2 separate regions of the Mus musculus genome follow, and region 2 is linked to region 1. Evidence: chromatin contacts called from public HiChIP or PLAC-seq data. All regions are on one chromosome and are shown on one strand. Each heading gives the region's core, a stretch centred on a gene start, on an enhancer-like site or on the middle of the called end of the contact. The rest is flanking DNA. Distances are from core to core; before and after follow the strand shown.

Evidence for each region. HiChIP or PLAC-seq counts read pairs in DNA pulled down with a chosen protein or histone mark.
Region 2: a contact with region 1 is called in an H3K27ac HiChIP or PLAC-seq map of embryonic stem cells, with 6 read pairs. The contact joins the promoter of 1700042G15Rik here to the promoter of Ptpn3 in region 1. A contact is called at or near these places in 2 of 115 datasets of contacts at active chromatin or transcription factors (both in embryonic stem cells) and 2 of 9 other capture datasets (adipose tissue and pancreatic islet).

Annotation. Positions count from the first base shown.
Region 1 is chr4:57,298,365-57,302,024 of GRCm38.p6, forward strand. It overlaps Ptpn3 (protein tyrosine phosphatase, non-receptor type 3), which reads right to left and starts at 2,005. Exons shown (of 26, transcript NM_001384115.1): 1 at 1,917-2,005. It overlaps Gm12536 (a long non-coding RNA gene), which reads left to right and starts at 1,375. Exons shown (of 3, transcript XR_003955208.1): 1 at 1,375-1,946; 2 at 3,407-3,660.
Region 2 is chr4:57,362,437-57,366,096 of GRCm38.p6, forward strand. 1700042G15Rik (RIKEN cDNA 1700042G15 gene) reads right to left here and starts at 1,856. Exons shown (of 3, transcript NR_038179.1): 1 at 1,598-1,856.

The DNA of each region.
Region 1 (3,660 bases), core at 755-3,254:
ATATTTAACTAGAATGGCCTACTCTCAGTCAGAAAATAGCTTACCATTGTTAATTTTCAACTAGTCAATCTCAGGAAGGCTTCCGTTTTCCAATACAATCTAGATCTTGATTTAATCATCGGGAAAGACATCTGTGTAAGACACACATGGCAGTCTTATCCAGAAGAAAAAGCTCTGCCCCCAGAACCAGAAGCATGGTTTCCTCCATCCCAGTCATACCCAGGACGGTACAGTTGCCTGCTCAGAGCCTCAATGTCTTCCTCTATAAAATGGGATCGTGACACCAGTCTCAGAGGGAGACCTGTAAAACTGAAATGAGATAGTCCACATACCTAGCACAGCTCTGCAAGGTGACTGCAAAGGTTCGATATTATCATTGAAAAAAAAGAAAACAAAAGTCCAGATGAAATCCTCATTTAGCCTAGGTTACACAGAAGGCGGAGGCTATCTCACTCAGTTAATTCTACTAAAAGGGGAAAGAGGGACGACACGGGGGGTGGGGTGGGGGAGGGGTGGAGGTGGTGAGGCACTTCAACCCAGACACTATATAGAGGCATTCCTGGTAGGCACGGTCGGAAGCAGGCTGCTACTGGAACCTACTGAGCAGAGGCTTTTGGGCACTCTGTAATGCACAAGGAGCAGCCACCACAAAGAACGATCAAACCCGCTGTGAGAAGCTAAGAGACCCCCGCTCCCCAATCCAAAAACATAAGGTTAAGCATGAGAGCTTTGCAGAATATGCATCTTTTTCCCAACCAGGATTTCCAATTCATCCGCTTCGACATTTGCAAGATGGATCATCTTGCAAAAATAGTTCTTTCTGTGAGGCCCGAGTGTCAACTTCTGGAGTTTCGGAACTCACAAAGACTGCCATTAAACAAGAGCAGCTCACCACCGCTCTGTGGAGTTGCTTTTTTCAAAGCCTCAGCAGACGTTCTCCTGGGCACAAACACAGACCCAGAAAATGACTGCCTAATTCTACCTTCCTGACAAAATGGGAGCCATGAGGGTCTCTAACTGAATTAAAATCACATCACGCCAACTGCTCGCTTGCTTTATGCCGGGCACGGAGCCAAACACCTCCACACCATTTATCCTACTTAATCCACCACCAACCAGGCGAGGTGGGCATTATTGCTGCCTGCGTGCAGTGGAGGAAATGGAGGATCAGAGAGGTTAAACGACTCGTCCAAGGTCACCAGCTGGCCAAGGGGAAGAGCCCAACTTGAACCTAGGTCTAGAGTTTCCCAACCACAAGTTCCCTGTACCTTCACGGAACACCCAGGTGTCAAGTTATCTTAACTTCTCATGAATTTTTTAAAGGCAACCCTCAAGTTCGTAATAAGTTTAGGAGGCAGCAACCGGGGGCGGGGGTTTCCGGGCGCGCTCTCTCCCTGCACAACGCAGCAGTGTCACACCGCAAGTTACCAGAGAAGCCACCCCGGTCGCCCGCGGAACGGGGCGGATTGGTTTGGCACTGGAGTTCGTGCCAGGCCCAGGAAATGCCATCTTTGCAATCTGAAGGGGAATTCGCCCCGGGTGGCTGAGCTTCGGGGACCGCGGAGAGCTGGATCCCCGCAGCGGTGCGCCCCCTCTGCCGGGCTGCGGATACCTCGGCGCCAAGCCCAGGGCTCGGCCAGACTGGAGCGCACGCCCACGCCCGCGCCGCTGCGTCCAGAACGCCCAGCCTTTTGCCGCCCACGCCCGCGCCCCGCCCCAGCCCCGCCAGGTGATCCGGGCCTGCGCCCCCCGGATGCCCGACGTGGCGCGGAGACCTGGGGCTACCAGCTCAACCGCTAGTCCTCCCGCGTGTCCGCCGAGCCCCGGACCGGGTGGGGGTTGGGTAAGCCCCGCGTGTCCGCGATCGCAGCAGCCCGCGCTCCGACCCTCCCCGCAGAGGACCCAGTCTCCCATACCTGCAGCATCCGGGGGCGCGGGGCGCCCAGGTAGGTCGCGCGGGCGGGCGGCACTGAAGCTCGCTCGCGCCGCGACCTGGCCGCCGTCTGAGCATGCCCAGTGCAGCCCGCGGGCGGCTCCCGCCGGCCCGGCTGTGGCCGCGACGGGCCCGCGCGCGGGGCGGGGGACCCGGGACAGGGGCGGGCCCGGGGCAAACTCGTGGGACGCTGCCACTGGCCTCCGCAGACCACCTGCCAAACTCCCGCAGACCTCCAGGTCCCCTGGCTCACGCACGCAGCCATTCGTGCTTTTAGCATTTATTGAACACCTACTGTGTGCCTGGCTTTCCCGGATTGCATGCCTAAGAATGGCAAGGGCTTGGCGCTCAACGAATCTGAAATGACAGCGAGCCTTGCGCGGTGGCTTCGTGGCTGAGTTGGGGGTCTCGCTGACTCCAGCGGCTCCGTGGCTGAGTTGGGGGTCGCAGGGCTCCTTTGCTGGTCCTAGGACACCAGGCAGGTTAGCCCTTCCCAAAGCCTATAGGGCCCCTAGTGGCGGGCGTTCCAGCCGGCCTCTTCCGCCTCCTCCCACACCTGTCTTCCTGCGCTCCGACTGCACCTTCCTCCCCATCATACCCTCTGAACTTGACCCGCCTGGAGACCTTTACACTGCCTTTCCCTCGAGGTAGGACGTCTTTTGCCCTGCTTTGCTGGTGTTTCGAGCCCTCTCACCATTCAGGTGCCTCTTGTAGGAGAGACCTTTCTGGCTACCTTTCTAAATTAGCCCTGACCTCTTGCTCCCTCTCCAAGTCCATTACCGCACTCCAAGCATGTATCACTTATCCATTCAACAGTTACTTACGTTCTTCACACTTAATATATAGACAAAATCTCTGCCCCTTGTTGGGAGTTTAGAAGGGACTTTCTCGCAACAAACAACAGGTCCGTAAACAACGCAGGGTATTAGGTGATAAATTCTAAGAACAGGGGAAAGGAGCCAGGCAAGAAAGATAGGGGGTGGCCCGGTGAGAGCTGGTGGAACAACCAGATCAGGTGACAAATACCATTCAGTCACGCAGCTAAACAAGGAAGCTTTCTTGGGACGATAAAGCCGGTGCAAAAACAAAACAAAAACAAAAACAAAAAAACCTCAAAACAAAACGAGCGCAAGCTTTGTGCCCGTGAAACGGAAGGGCGAGCGGAGGGGCTGCTGGAGTATGTTGCCGGCTGTCTCTCGCGACTTAGATTTCCCCCTTAAGGAGTACCTCCCCTCTGTGTCAGCTCGGTAACTCCGCCTCTCAAGAGACCCAGCCTCTAAACGACGCTTGGCTTCCAGTAAGAACTAAAAACGTTTTGTTGAATGAATATGATAACAAAAGGATGGAGAGATGGTTAGGATTCTATGGTCGGACCTGGGTGCTAGATATCCCGAGAACCTTTTGTTCCCATGTCACCACGAGACCCTCAGCCGTGCCTGACTTCCTGGCTTAGATCCCGGTCTCTGTCCCAAGGTAGTGCACCGCTGCAGGCGCCGCCAGAACCTCGCGTCCGGGGAATTCCTACAGAGCCCGGAGTCCTAGGGGTTGCACTGTCCTGGCCCCGCCTAGGATCGCACGCAAAACCTGGAGCTCGGGCGCCAGGGCAGCACTTTTCGGAGTGGCGGGGAGAGCACTGGGCATGCTCGGAGCCATGGGAGCCCAGCGTCCGGAAGGAAGAACCCCCAGAGGGATTGGCGAAGCTGCCCACTGAGTCCCACCTGGCCGTC
Region 2 (3,660 bases), core at 606-3,105, 64 kb after region 1:
GGGACACTAAAATCTAAAGGCCTTTGGGAAGATGGGTGGCTCCTGGGTCCCTCTGTCCACTTGAGTTTCGGGTTGCCTTTTACAGTTATTTTGATTTTATGTCTACGAGCGTTTTTGCCCACATCTGTGCAAGTGCACCATTCGCGCTCAGTGCCTGAGGAACCCAGATGAGAGCACTGGGATTCAGAGGTTTGTACTGCATCATGAGGGTTCCAAGAGATGAACGTCTGCGCAAGAGAAGCCAGGGCTCAAACAAAGATTCACCTCCCCAGCTCCCTGGAGCTGCTTTATAGTACAAAGCCAAATGTGGAGGAAGTAAATAGCAACCAGAGACTAAGCTACTTCTGGCTCCTGAGCACCACCCTGGGTGGAGTGGCCTTGGAATGGGCGTAGCGAGGTCACCTGGGAAGAATAAACATCTATGATAAAGCCTCGGGCCCAGCATACCAGCTCCTTGTGACCCTGCCCCACCTGCACTCTGCCCTCTAGGTCTGGCCGGAAGATCTCCATCTTTAATCTTCCCCGTTTGTCCCCGCTTCCCACACAATGAGAAGGTTCTGGGAAGGAAGTGGTGGCAGGCTCTGCTCTACAGTCCTCTAGTGGGTGTTGGTTGTGGAGAAAATTGTTGCCTCGTGTCCCTCCTCTTGGCTGCTTCTGAAGAGAGTGGTACGGAGGCTGGGGAGATGGCTCAGCCGGTGAACACAAGGACCAGAGTTTAGCCCCCAGAACCTAAGTTAAAACCCCAAACCAAACCAGTCAACCAAACGAGAAACCAAAACGTAAAAGCCAGGTATAGTGGTACTTCCTTGCAATCCTAGTACCAGGGAGGTAGAGGCGGGCAGGTCCTAGCTTATTTCTCAAACAAATGAACAAGGTATACAAGAGTCCTGAGGAAGAACACCTAAGGGTAGCCTCTGGTACACACACAGACCTGCACACATGTATATGTGCACAAATGTACAGGCAAACCCACACAAAGGTAGGTTAGAAAGTCACCAGCACTATTACTACAGCAGGCTGCCCCACTCCTCCCTCCAGCTGCAGAGTAAGAAAACTACTCTGTCTGTTCCTTCAGTTACATCACAGACAAGGTAGTACGAGGCCAGAATGCACATCGCAATGCACTCTCTTAAAAGCAAAGGCCAGAGTGAGGCCCGGCGGGGTACAGTGTGTGCTCCCTCTGAGAACATCCAGGAGGTGGTAGAACTGTCTTATGTAACTCTCCAGCCAACCCCGTAACACAGGGGCCACTGTACCTATTTTAACAGACAAAGAAATGGAGGCCCCAAACAAGCTTTAAGCCCTCCTTGACCTTGACCTGGCTAATAAATAGAAGAGAAAAAAAAATTTGAACTCAGGTTTTGTTTGAAAATTTTCATCATCAATGCTCAGGATTCCCTTTCCTCCTTAGGAAAGGGAGTTTGATTCTGAGGCAACTTTTCTAATCTCCTGTGGTCATAGGTATCAGAAGGTGGCCAGGACCTACAAACCTCTCCTGTACCCAGGTTCTTTTCTACCTGTATGGCCTGAGTCCTCACTTCTAGCTGGATTTAGCTGCTAGATCAGAGCCTCTGCCTGGAAGAGGCTATATTCTTACCAAAGGCCCATCCTTTTCATATCTGTCACCATGGCATCTGCACCAGGCAGTTTCTAGAAGAGTGACTTCAACTTCGTCTTCTGTGCAGTCGGGCACATCTCGGTCTTCTAAGGGCCAGGAAGAACCCCAAAACGAAACAGCTGACCACAGGCTCTCCTCTCCTCAAATGCTTGGGGTCATTCCCCCTGAACCAGCAATCAAGAGGCACTGCTCTGTGCTCCTGCCACCAGTATGACTGTTGAGGAGTCAAACTGTCACTAGAGTCCAGCCAAAAGGCTTCTCTGACATCACTGGTGATGCCATCACATTCTATGGTCCAGTGCCAACGGACAGCAACTGTATGAACCCTCCAAGGGAATTTTTTTTTCACTAGAAATCCCTATAGACATGCTTCTGTGATAAATATGTGAAGTATAACATGTATGAAAGCACACCCATTTATACATGCATTTGGTGGGTTTTGATATACTTATGTATCTTCTATCTTTATATCATCTATATGATCAATTTAAGGACTGTTTTTAGCATCCTAAAAGATTCTCTGCATCCTTAATTACTTTTCTACCCACTCTTTAGTTTTAGTACCCATGTGCTTTTTGATACACACACACACACACACACACCACACCACACTTATAAACAGAGAACATACTTAGCAATGAAATGAATAATCTTTCTGTTCCTTCTAGCTAGTCTCCTGAAACATTAAGTCTGGCTGGCCTCTGATCTGGTATATGTGCCTGTGGTCTTTCAGGGCAGTTAAAGCATTGTTGTGGTCTGTTTCAGGACACACTGGGTGATCCTGGGACATCTGCCCCACAGACTCCCAGCTACTCCTCTCTACCTGCTTCTCGGGGTGGCTGAACTCCTTCTGAGAAACCCTGTTCTGGGGAGCTCTCTCTGAGGAACTTGACTTTCCTGGTAGCCTGTAGGGCATGCCAGCTTTAATAAAGACCTCAGTCTATCCCTGGAGAAACGACGACAGCTGTGACATAGCTGCATTTCCTCCAAACCTTGCAACCAGTCACAGACTGTCAGGGAAGAAAGTTACACTGGGCTCTATTTTACACTGGGCTCCATAGTAGCTGTGTGGACTCAGCTGGGTATTCATAGTAGACATTAGGTTTATTTCTGTACATTTGGGGTGAGAGACAAGCTTGTTTCTTTTTTCTCAGAAGATCTTAATTTTTTTTATTACATCAATTGATAGTGTGCAGTATGTATTGTGTAGTGTGTGTGTGTGTGTATGTATGTATGTGTTTGTGTGTATATGTGTGTGTGTATGTGTGTGTATGTGTGTATGAGTATGTGTGTGTGTATATGTGTGTGTATGTGTGTGTGTATATGTGTGTGTGTATGTGTGTGTGTGTATGTGTGTGTGTATATGTGTGTGTGTATGTGTGTATGTGTGTGTGTAGTGTGTGTGTATGTGTGTATGTGTGTGTGTAGTGTGTGTGTGTGTGTGTGTATGTGTGTGTGTAGTGTGTGTGTATGTGTGTGTGTGTGTAGTGTGTGTGTGTGGTGTGTGTGTATGTGTGTATGTGTGTGTGTGTATGTGTGTATGTGTGTGTGTGTGTGTGTGTGTGTGTGTGTGTGTGTGTAGGTCAGAGGACAGTTTGCAGGAATCAGTTCTTCAGTTCATTTCTTCCACAGTGTGGCTCTGGGGATCACTTTTGGATCATACTTAGCAACAAGGAGCTTGTCCTGCTGAGCCATCTCGCCAGCCCCTGTCTCTCTCTTCATCTCCTGGGTGTGGTATAGTGGCTAGGCCTCCCCTGCCTTGTCTCCCGTCATGATGTATTGTGGTGCCACAGGGCCAAGACCCACGGATGGAGACTTTGAAGCTCCTAGCCTTTCCTCCTGCTAAGTTGTTTACTGGCAGGATTTTGTCACAGCGGTGGAAAGCTGACTCACGATGAGCTGATCTCAGATGTCAAACGATTTAATCAGAATATTTAAATGCTGCAGAACATCATGTTTGACAGTGATGGAATTAAGCTAGAAATCAATACTAATAATAGACAAAAAAAAATTTGAGAGCTCCCTAAATACCTGGAAATGAA